2 separate regions of the Sus scrofa genome follow, and region 2 is linked to region 1. Evidence: chromatin contacts called from public HiChIP or PLAC-seq data. All regions are on one chromosome and are shown on one strand. Each heading gives the region's core, a stretch centred on a gene start, on an enhancer-like site or on the middle of the called end of the contact. The rest is flanking DNA. Distances are from core to core; before and after follow the strand shown.

What was found. HiChIP or PLAC-seq counts read pairs in DNA pulled down with a chosen protein or histone mark.
Region 2: a contact with region 1 is called in an H3K27ac HiChIP or PLAC-seq map of alveolar macrophages. The contact joins two enhancer-like sites. A contact is called at or near these places in 1 of 5 promoter capture datasets (fetal liver) and 1 of 2 datasets of contacts at active chromatin or transcription factors (alveolar macrophages).

The regions. Positions count from the first base shown.
Region 1 is chr7:39,849,324-39,855,308 of Sscrofa11.1, reverse strand. SUPT3H (transcription initiation protein SPT3 homolog) reads left to right here. Exons shown (of 12, transcript XM_021099857.1): 7 at 636-711. Among named protein-coding and RNA genes, the nearest start is that of RUNX2, 250 kb to the left of the region's middle. Within about 2 kb of position 1,423, at least 1 of the 83 cell types and tissues checked has an H3K27ac peak or open chromatin away from gene starts, as enhancers often do. A contact at or near this core is called in alveolar macrophages, where this site is marked.
Region 2 is chr7:40,163,675-40,169,512 of Sscrofa11.1, reverse strand. The region is part of intron 2 of RUNX2 (runt-related transcription factor 2); the gene reads right to left. Among named protein-coding and RNA genes, the nearest start is that of SUPT3H, 5.5 kb to the right of the region's middle. Within about 2 kb of position 2,877, at least 1 of the 83 cell types and tissues checked has an H3K27ac peak or open chromatin away from gene starts, as enhancers often do. A contact at or near this core is called in alveolar macrophages, where this site is marked.

The DNA.
Region 1 (5,985 bases), core at 174-2,673:
CTCTTGTGGGACAATGAAGCAGCAAACATCTGCCATACTGAATCAGAAACCAGCGGACGAAACTGTACCAAACTGTGAATCATACCTGGACTCAGATCAAAGGATTTGTGTTGTGTTTACCTTTTTCTTTATTTTCTCTGCAATTTAAAATAGGGATTTGTTAGCTCTGGCTCCGTGTTCTAACTGAGGGGAAATATATGGATTCCATTCGGTGACTCCTGTTTTAACATTGAAAAATCCCAGCTTTAAGGCAGAAGGACAATAAGAGTTAATAACAGATCTTCTGTTTGATCTGTCTCCTCAGAGTTTTTCTTTTAGAAGGTGCTAGAGTTAAAGAAAATTTAGAAGTGCACAATCTAAGAAATGAGGTCCTTTAGGGTTTTTTTCCTTCCACTGTGATCAAAGTAACAGAGGAATGGAAAATGATTTTTTTAAACTTTATTTCCAAAAGAAATAAGCTTCAGAACTACTGTTAACTTATCATAATTTAATGTATTATGGTATTTATGGTGGTACTAAACTGTTCACCTAGAGTGAGGAAAGGAAATGGAATTTTAGTTCTGAGTTTTAGCTGTGAAAATATATAATAGTCCAATTACTTGAAAGATTTTTGTCTGTCTTTTTATTTTTATCAGAGAGCAGAAAGACAAACTCGAATTATGGATTCAGCTCAATATGCAGAATTTTGTGAAAGCCGACAATTAAGTTTCTGTAAGTAAGCATTTGACTTTGCTTCATTATATGTTTAAGAGATTATGTGTTACAGATACACTAAAGTATTACATTACCTCTGTTTCTTAGAAATTGGTGGATTTAATACAAACATACATAGTTATAAATGTTATGGAAACAAGCTCAGCATTGTAGGGGAGCCCATTAAAGGTTTTACCCCACTCTGCTGTTTTGCAGTTAATAGTATTAAGAGGTTTTTAAAGTTGCTGCTTAGTACACAGAGCCGTGTTAGTTATTCACATTACTTTTAGTCAGAAAATTTCCTTTTTTCTTAATATTCCCATTTAAATTTCTCTCTCAGTCTCTTAGTCATATTTACACTAGTATTGCTGATTGTACTTGACCCCAAATGGACTCTAGTAGTACAGTCATGACATTTAAAAGCCCCCAATGCTAATAAATACCAACTTCTTGTTTATGCATACTCATATCACCACAAAAGAACATTTTGACAGGCTCTTCCATCTTTATCTGTAACCTCCTGCTGTGAGCGGCATGGGTTCCTTGTCAGCCAAATTCATAGTCCATGCTCTGGTACCTAGTAATAAAATTAGTACTATTCCACCCCTGCACACAGGCTTACTAAAAGTACATAAAGGCTCGTGATAAATAGTGGTCTAGATTGTGTAGCAAAACACCCTTGCAACAACCATTCAGTGATGACTAAGACTCTCAGGGTAAAGGTCAAAGAGTAAGTGTAATGAAAAGTCCAGTTAAAAATATGACAAAGTAGCACATGACCCTAGTCTGAGGGATTAGAGACACAATAGTGTCTTTAAACGAAAAGCTATTATGTGGTCACAGTAACAACGTATTTGATTTGGAAAAAGAAAATGAGAGCTTCATTTATAGATCATAAAGTGCAAATAAATGACACATTTCAAATAGTGCCCCATGTAAATGTCAGTAAAATATAGGAAAACATGTTTTGGAAGATTCTTTGCCTGACTAAATATACTCTGCAGTCTGACTAACAATTTGGCATCATACATCTGTGAAGCATTAAGTAAATGACACTTCAGATCATGGCAATTTCAGCAAATGAGAGGGTTTTGTATTGTAATTTTTAGGTTTAAAAATGGCATTCAAGTCTTTTATAAGTCTAAATCTCCATTTTATAAAGTAACTTTTAGTGCTATTGAACTATTTCTTAAAATCATATTTTAAATTTAATTTACTTAAAGGGACAGAATTGCTGTTTCACACTAAAACATGTAGTCACTAAAGTGTCCCAATACACATTTGGTTTGAAAATCTAATTTTTCATAACTCGGTTTTTTTGGTTTGTAACTCAGTAATAAACTATAGAAAATTAAACATTAATACTTTTCATTTCTGTATAAAAGAATTGCAGTATAAAGAGTATATTATGCTTCCTTTGTTTCCTTTAAAGAAGAGGATTTGGGCATTTAAAAAAATCTCCTTATGCGGTGCCCACAAGTGCTTCATCATGAAATCTGAGTGGGAGAATCTGTTTTCTCTGCCACAGTATCGTCATTGAGAATGCTCAACTAAAGGGGATCAGCAATTCCACAACTCATAACCACGCTGGTCTAAGGGTTAGACTCTTCACTCCTTTCATGATAGATTACCAGAATGTTGGAATTGTGATCCAGCCATATGTGTCTTCTTAAATATTTGATCATAGCTGAGACTCATCAGTTGAGACTACTGGTGCATTTTAAAATAACAAGTCTATAATTTTATAGGCAGAGGGCAAGTTATACAACCAGGACACTGATCAGATTCACTAGTGTTTTGTTTTTATGTTTATATAAGTCAATAGTCCTCTCCCTTAACGTCTTTTAAAATCTGATATTAATTCACAAAGTTTTAATTTAGTTAAAATTTGGTAAATCTTTTTCAATACTTTTCTTTCAACCTTTTGTTTTCTCTTTGGACTTTGTAAACAATTTTCTTTTTAGTTGCTCTGAGAGTCTCTTTGTATTTTTGTTGATAAGTTTAATACATTTGTGTTTATATACACTCTCTTATTTTGTGTTTTAAATTTACTGCCCTTTTTTATTTGTGTTTCCTCCTTTACTTTTTTCTGTTGGATTGATTGGGTTGTCTTCAGTCCATTTTCCTCAATCAGTTGTATGTTATGTATTTCTATTGCTGTTATTTCTGTCGCTATCCTTAATCTTTGTATAGTACATCCCTGACTTAAAATTTTTAGGTTGATAAGTACAGGCATACCTCGTTTTATTGTACTTTGCTTTACTGTGCTTCACAAATACTATGTGTTTTACAAATTGGAGGTTTGTGGCAACCTTACATCAAGCAAGTCTATTGGTGCAATTTTCCAAACAGGATTAGTTTTTAATTAAGCTATCTATGTACATTGTTTTTTTACTCATAATGTTATTGCACACTTAATAGACTGCACTGTAGTGTAAACATGACTTTTATATGCACCGGGAAACCAAAAAATTTGTGACTCGCTTTATTGCAATATTTGATTTATTGCAGTGGTCTGGAACCAAACCCACAATATCTCCGAGGCATGCCTGTATCTAAACTTTCCTTCTCGACCTAATTTTGTTTTCCCCAAGGCTCTGTAAGTGTTTAAAGCACTCATTTTCGTCTTAAAAATGGCTTTATTTTGCCCTCACACTTTAATGATAGTTTAGTTAAGTAGGAAATTGTAGGCTAATAGTTATTAGTTAAAACATGATTCCATTGTCTTTTAGCCTCTGTTGTTGGTTAGAAATCTGCTTGTTTTGTGTTTCCCCTGTGGGAGAAAGGAAGAGAATGAAGCTCTTGCCTCCAGGGCCTCAGTTATATGGGGAAGTGAACAGGCTGGCAGTTGGTAGCTGATAAATAAATATGCAGAAAAGGAAAGAAAGAAGGAACTTCTATAAAAGTTGCCAGGGAAAACCATGCCCTCTGAGGAAGGCTATTTTCAATTAACCCAAAGAACGGTGATTTTGAAGAGACTGGAGTCACAGAAGACTTTCTTCAGAGTGGAGTGATCTTGACAGAGGGCCCCGAGGGAAGGATCAGGAATGGAAGGGCCAGTGAGAAGGTAGAAATTACGAAACAGTGTACAGGGATGAGAAAATGGAATAGTGAGAGAACCTTGAATCTCATCTCCTGATCACTGATGGGGAAGATCAAGTGTTTGAGAATTAACTAACCTTAAATTTCCATATGAAATGATTACATAAAGTTGTTTTCTTTCCAGAACAGGCTGAAATCCCAGGTAGTGTCAGAAAGAGGATAATCCTAGGAACTTTTGACCTTGGGAAGGTTCTCTTTAAATTGTCGCTCAATTTCTGGGATTACCCTTTCTCCGGATAAACTGAGAAGAGCGGTGAAGGCCAAGGAACTCATTCAGCCTCATGCCCCCTCACCTCTGGATGAAAACAAACTAAAATGATTAGGGGTATCTGTGCATCTTTTGTTGGAAGCAGCAATACCCTACAGAGATCCATCTCTGAAGCAGCCCTTCTCCAGGTGATAGGGAGGGAACGAGCTCAAAGAATCCTCACCTGTTGCCAGAATAGCAGTAACCCAAGTGCTTTTGAGGGGCCTCCCTCTCTGCATCTTTTGTGATGGCTAGACAAGTTTGGACCCTACCCTTTTATTAAAGAAATATCTTTCATTCGTTTGTTCATTCATTCACTCATTCATTTCTTCTAGAAATCTCTATTGAGTGTGCCAATGCCAGGTGCTGTGCTAGGTGCTAGAAGACCCCAGAGGCACTCAGTCCTGCCTCTGCCCTCACAGTGCCTGACATCTAGTTAGGAGGCTGCCAGTTCTGTTGCTTAGGTGGACAGATCCTGACAGAACACTGACAACTTTCCTCCCCCTCACTTTTGAAATAAAGTTTTTTAGAACATGGTCACAAAATATCTGTTTCCGTGTTAACTGTCAAAGGAAGACGTGAATAAGGTACATTTTATTGATCTCGCCAAATTGCTGCCTGTTAGCTTGAACTTCAGAAGTATTCCACAGATGTTAAACAAGTGTTTGTGAGCTAGTGCAGCTTGCTAGGTAGATGGAATGTTGCATGTCAGAGAGCATTTGGAAGATCGGTTACTTTAGGGAGGTAGCTTTAAGGGGGATTATCATAATTCTGCCTCGGTTGACAGCTTTGGATATGCGCTTCGCTAGCAGGACTTAATGTCTTCTGTGATTTATTTCACAGAAACTCTTCTGTATGTGGAATCCATGAAGACTGTATCTATAAGGATCAAAACATCATGCTTTGAGTTACTGTTAAGTGCTTTATAGACCTGTGGGACCAGATTAATCAAAAGAAGAATCAGTGGATTTTTCAAGATTATTATGTTATAGATACGAAAAAAAAAAATCTTCACTATCAATCTTTTCCTTCTGGGTTACTAGTTAAATTAGTAATACCTAATGAAGGCCCTGTGTTGAGTTAGACTCCTCTTAGCACTGGTTTAGAGATCTTTAATGGAAGGTTCCATTAGTACTGTCAGGTGTACAGAGAGACATGATGCATGCTGTCGGCCCATAAAAAATTTATAATATGCCTTGAGGAGTTCCCGTCGTGGCGCAGTGGTTAACGAATCTGACTAGGAACCTTGAGGTTGCAGGTTCGGTCCCTGCCCTTGCTCAGTGGGTTAACGATCTGGCGTTGCCGTGAGCTGTGGTGTAGGTTGCAGACGTGGCTCAGATCCCGCGTTGCTGTGGCTCTGGCGTAGGCTGGTGGCTACGGCTCCGATTAGACCCCTAGCCTGGGAACTTCCATATGCCACAAGAGCGGCCCAAGAAATAGCAAAAAAAGACAAAAAAAAAAAAAATATATATATATATATATGCCTTGAGAAACTTTAAGCAGACGTGAAAGGATCTCTAATGATACAAGTGTTCAGTAAATGACCAGAGTGGAGAAGTATGCCTTTGGCTTGTTTGGGCAGGATTGATAATGAATGAAAAAGAGTGTAGCTGAATACCCCATGGAGGGGAGGAAGCAGGGGTGAACACACAGAAGGTTATACTCGACCCAGATGATGTTTTAATAGGGAGTGATATGACGGTAGATTGGAATCAGTCTGGATGGTTTTGAGACTCAGGCTTAAGAATTTGAACATCCTCAAATCATCAAAATGTAACTACAGACTCTGATCAGGCCAGGTATCAGTTTATTCTATTTAATGATACTTGCACAACCTTTTTTTTTTTTCAGTTATAGACACATTTTAAAAGGTATTAAAAAAACAGCTTCTGTATGTTCCTTTTTTCATTGGGGATTCTTTCTTACAGAACTTTCTTTCCACA
Region 2 (5,838 bases), core at 1,628-4,127, 310 kb before region 1:
CTAACTTCAAGTTTCATTAATATTCATTTCCTCTTTGTTCACTTACTTTGTAATCTATCAGCATTTTTTTGCAAGATAAGAAGTTGCAATAGCCAAAAAGTTTAAGAAAAATTTATATTGGAGAACACGGAACAGCTGGACTCTGCAGAAGGCAAATATCTATGGATGCAGAGTTCTAAAGTACAGAGTCTTCTTCAAAGACAAGATAAAAGACTTATGCATTAACCATGTTATTCTATATACAGCTGCACTCTGTCCTAAGGATAGCCCTTTCATATCACTAAGAAGATAACCTCGTTATTGCCTATGGCTGTTCTTGCCTACTAATCTTGTCACCCTCCTTAATCGAACTAATACTAATCTTGCACCTTCCATACAAATTTCATCACCTTCCTTAATAAAAGTCACGTGGGCTAAAGCCTAGGGCCTTTGTTCTGCAGCACGGAGAGCCCCCTGGTCCCCCACTTTCTAGTGTATGAGTCTTGCGTGTTTTGTTACACCGTGCCATCCCTCTGCCAAGATCTCCCGTTGCCCTGCAGTGCTGGTCACTGGTCGCAGCAGAGTGGTGCCCAGCGTGGGGTTGGAAGAGAAGGTCTGCCCGAGCAGAGAAAAGAGCAGGTCCGCCTCAAGCAGGAAAAGGGAAAACTACAGACAGTGGAGACGGTAGACTTGCACGCAACAGAGTCTCGACTGAGCGTGAGTAGGCAAGTAGAAACTTTAAACCAGGATCTCACGTTGCCCTGCCACGCTGGTCGCGGCAAATTTATGGGAGAATAACTTCAAATTAAGCAAATTCAGTCTGTAAACTTTCTCCCTATGAGTTGAGAAATGACCACTATTATTTAGTTAGAATGGGGTGATACTAGGGCAGGAGCATAATGTGAGAACTGCTGCTCTGTGGTGTTATTGCATACTTTTGATGGAGTGAATAACAACTCTATTATCTCTGCTATAAATACAGAAATTTCGTAGAGAGGCAAAAATGTTCTACAATATTTGCTTTGTAAAACTTGGGGAAAAGGATTTTCTTGGTCAGACTTTTTTTCATTTTATGGTCGCCACTGTGGCATATGGAAGTTCCAGGCCAGGGGATGAATCAGAGCCGCAGCTGAGGCCTACACCACAGTCACAGCAACACCAGATCTGAGCTGCACCTGTGGACCTACACCAGTGGCTTGTGGCAATGTTGGATCCTTAATGTGGTGATTGAGGCCAGGGATGGAATCTGCGTCCTCATGGATACTAGTCAGATTCATTTCTGCTGAGCCACCAGAGTTTCTGATTCTTTAAGTGTAGGGTGGGGCCCACACTTGCATTTCTAACAAGATGTATCAGATTTTAGGACCACTGCTCTAGCCCCAGGGCTGTCTTCCCTTTAACAAGCTCTTGGCTACCTCTCCCCCATCCTCACAGAGGTTCAGCTGAAATTTATCTGCTCATATCTATTTCACTCTATCATCCTCACTTTTTCATCATCCCCACTTCCCCATATTTTAGGACAAAACTGGGATCATTGGATATGAACTGCCTCAAGTTCTTATTCTCTCTTTCCCCCCACCCCCCAGTTGATCCATTTCCATGTTAAGGTTCATCCCACTTCCTGGACTCTGGATCAAAAACCCTCCCAGTTTTTCTTCCAGAATCTAATTCCATCTTTGTGTCCTAGAGATTTGGCCATGCCTCAAGGGTTCAACCTCTTTACCAACTTCTTCTCCAAAGCTTGTAAACAGCCTCAAGTCTTTGATCTTGAAAAATCTATCCTGCGACCTTGAATATTTCTCTAGTTATTGTCTTCTTCACAGACCAACTTCTTGGAAAGAATACCCCACTTTGATTCTCCAACTCCTTATCTACACCTCCTTTTTCAAGTCATTACAACCCAGTTTCTAATCCTGCCACTCTCTTGAAGCTGCTTTGCCGAAGGTCATTTCAAAGTGGCTAAATCCAATGAACTCTAATTCTCATTTTAGCATCTTTAATTTCTCTTTGAAACTCCCTGCTCTCCTGGTTTCTACGACACCACTACCACCTCAGTGTCCTTCATAGGCTCTTCCTCTCCCTCTCCTACTGAATGTAGGTGTCTAGAATCCAATCTTTGACTCACTGCCCTTTGGTCTATGCATGCTCTCTTGAGCATTTCATTGCCTCTCTTGGCTTCAGTTGTGCCCACACATCCTCATGAGAATGTTTTCAGGCCAAAGCAGGGAACAGGGCTACAGTCCACATTTAAGTGACGTGTGTGGAATGTTATTTGCTGGATGCACTTGTTCCCAAATCTAAATGTCCATCTACTTTCTTGAACTCCAGTCTTTATTCTGGCTTCTACCTCCATCATTCTCTATGAGAGTCCAGTTGGCTGCTGGTTATAGCTACTTGAAATTTTGTATGATTATCTTAAACTCAACATGACTAAACTGCCTCTCCGTTATTTGAGAAAACTTGGAATTATCCTGAGTGTCCTCTTTGCTTTATTTCCACCCTTATATCTTACCAGTTAGTTACAGGTCCTATAAATTCTACATCCTTAGAATTTCTTCCATCTGTCATCTTCTATCATTTCCTAGTCTATTGACATAGCTTGAGCCCAGATCAAGTCTTTCCTGAATTGTTAACTGCTCCAATTTTTCACCCTTCCAACCTTTCTTGTACGTTACTGCCAACTTACAAACAGGCGAATTTAATCAGGCCATTAAAAAAACCCCTCTCTTTTTCCAAGTTTTCCCCTTTTTTTAAAATTAAAGTCCAAATTCTGTAACATAATGCATAAGATTTTCTATGATCTGGCCTCAACCAAATTTCTGGCTTCCCTTCTTATACCCTGTGATTTCATCACGCTGGAAACTTCCAATTCCTTCTAACACACTGTGGCTTTGCTCATGTTACTCCCTTTGCCTAAATTATCCTTCCTCATTTTGTTCAACCATTACTCACTTTTCGAGACTGAGTTTTTGAGTCATTTTCTGAATAGTAATAATAATAATGAAAAACAAGATGTAGTAAGAGCCAGACACTTTACATACATTCTCATGCAAGCTGCACCACAAAACTTTGACGTTTGTATCATCCTTGATATAAATTCTTATGCTAATAAGTGGCACGAAGCCCACATTTTGGGGATTAATGAAGTTGTTTTAAGTATATTCTGGGGAGTTCCTGTTGTGGCTCAGTGGTCAACGAATCCAACTAGGATCCATGAGGTTGTGGGTTTGATCCCTGGCCTTGCTCAGTGGGTTAAGGATCCAGTGTTGCTGTGAGCTGTGGTGTAGGTTGCAGATGAGGCTCGGATCCCACGTTGCTGTGGCTCTGGCATAGGCCGGCGGCTACAGCTCCGATCAGACCCCTAGCCTGGGAACCTCCATATGCCTTGGGTGTGGCTATAAAAAGACAAAAAGACCAAAAAAAAAAAAAAAAAGATATTCTGGAAAGAGAAAGTATAACTTATGCCACATCTATGAAAGGCTAAAAATAAAAATAAATTAATAAATTAACTTGGTCAAATCTTTTGGTATAATTCTCTCTGATCACTAACAATTAATCTGAGCATTCTTTTTTTTTTTTTTTTTGCCACACTCAGGGCATGTGGAAGTTTCCTAGGCCAGGGATTGAACCCAAGCCAGAGGAGTGACAACACCAGGTCCCTAACCACTAGGCCACCAGGGAACTCTGATCCGAACATTCTTTAGTCAATATAGGCTTATTGCCTCTAGCTTCTGAGTGTGAACTAGGAATGGCTGGATGCATTCGCTACACTGTGGTTTATTTCACTCATGGTATTGATTAATTTTTGGCCCTGTTTCCATGTGTAATAGAAAATAAATGTATATGCATAATAGATAATAGAGGCAGTCATTCAAATAATTCACTGAATTAGATTCAGTTTTACATCTAAATATTTCAATGAGAATACTTTGGGAAACTGAATGTTTCTGTAAAATTGTCTCAACTGAATCCTCTATTTTCAGGTAGTGGAAGACAACCCCCACCCCCGCAAAAAAAAGAGAAAACAAAATTTATTGTTTTTTCTCTTTTTTAAAAAGGAGAATGTTTCGTTTTGCTCAGGTCTTCTTAAAACAAACAAACAAAATATTCCTTGACATACATTAGACAGGTCTAGATGGGACTCTATATGTGAGCAGGATTAGAAATTACATTATTATTGAAAGAGTGACACATACAAACTTTCGTTCATTTCCCTAAGAACTTACTTTTGATGGTAAAAGCATTAACGATAACAAAGCAGTACTTCACTCCTTATTTGAGATCTTGATCTCTTACACCCACCCAACCCACTCCATCCCCAGGCTTTTCCAGCTCAGTTAATGGCAAACTCATTTTTCCAGTTACTCAGAGCACTTGAGAGTCCTCCTTGATTCTTCTCTTTCTCTAGAACCCCAAATCCAATCGTCAGTTAATCAGAATGATCTTCAAACTTTATCCAGAATGCACCATATCTAAAGGCATCTCCTTTGTCAACCTGAGGACAAGTTCCTGTGACCAGACCTGTTCCCGCTTCAGGGCCTTGGCATGGGTTATTCTGTCTGGAATGCTCTTTGTTTTGATATCTCCAGCTACCTCTTTCACCTTCTTCAAGTCATCACTCAAATGCCAAGTTCTCAGTGAACCCTACCCTGTTTGCCCAATATAAATGTCACAATTCTCCCGTTCCTCCTGTGCTTTTTCTCATTCCACAGTCTCTTCCCTGTTGTATAAATTGTTTCCCCTCTAGTGCTTATGGCCTTCTAACACATTATGGAGTGTAGGTATTTATTTTGCTTATTGTCCAACTCCTCCTTCTAAAATGTACATTTGATGATGGCATAGATTTGCAGCTCCTAGACTAGTGCCAGGCACATGGGAGGCACATCATAAATAATTGTTGAATGAATGAAGTAATTAGCACCCATCACTAACATTCAACAAATTAACCTTCTTCTCATTTCTTTTCTTTGGCTGTGCCCCGGGCAGTCAGAAGTTCCTGGGTCAGGGATCAAACCCCAGCCACAGCAGTGACAATGCTGAATCCTTGACCACTAGGCCAACAGGGAACTCAGAAATTGATCTTATTTTCAAGGGGAGAAATGTAAAAGTTGTGTGTTTCCAGTACAAGAGGAATTATGTATTAGATTCTATGGGAATGAGAGCAACTAAGTTTCCATATGTCTAGAGAGTTCAGGGACCCTATGAAACCCTGATATTCTATGATTCTTCCCTTCTCATGTTGACTCTCTAAAACATGATCATTTTGTAGCAGCCAAGCACTAATTTTAAAAGATCCTGAAGTGGTAAACCTGCAATGAGAGGTTCCTAAGAGGATGGATCATGATTATAGTTCTACAAGCTGTTAAGTATTGCAATTCTTTTTTCATCACTGTGTGGTTCTTCCTACTTTGGAATATATGAATATAATTGGATGGTATGGGAAGCCAATTTGATTACGCTTTGAATAATTGTGCGACCCACCCTCCCTCCAGTATATCAATAAATTTGATTAATAGATATCGTCCCAGGCTGGTCTTGCTTTTAAAATGCATTAGATTAGCTCAACATCCAAGTTGGCTTAAAGCAAGAGCCCTGCATATTCATGTAATTTTTGCTGGCATCAATATGAATGCTGAAATCATTCTGCATACCTTTGGGATCCATCCTTTTTTGGTCATTCCTGCTTTAAAGAAGAATAGAATTTTACGGCTACAAGACTTTACTTCATTTGGTTTGACTGCCTCCTTTTACAGATATGGAAACTGGGGCTCCATGATGTTCTGATCACCTCACTTTACAGTTATGAAAACTGAGGGCCCATGATACAGAAAGACTTGCCCAGCTACCAGAGAGCTTAAT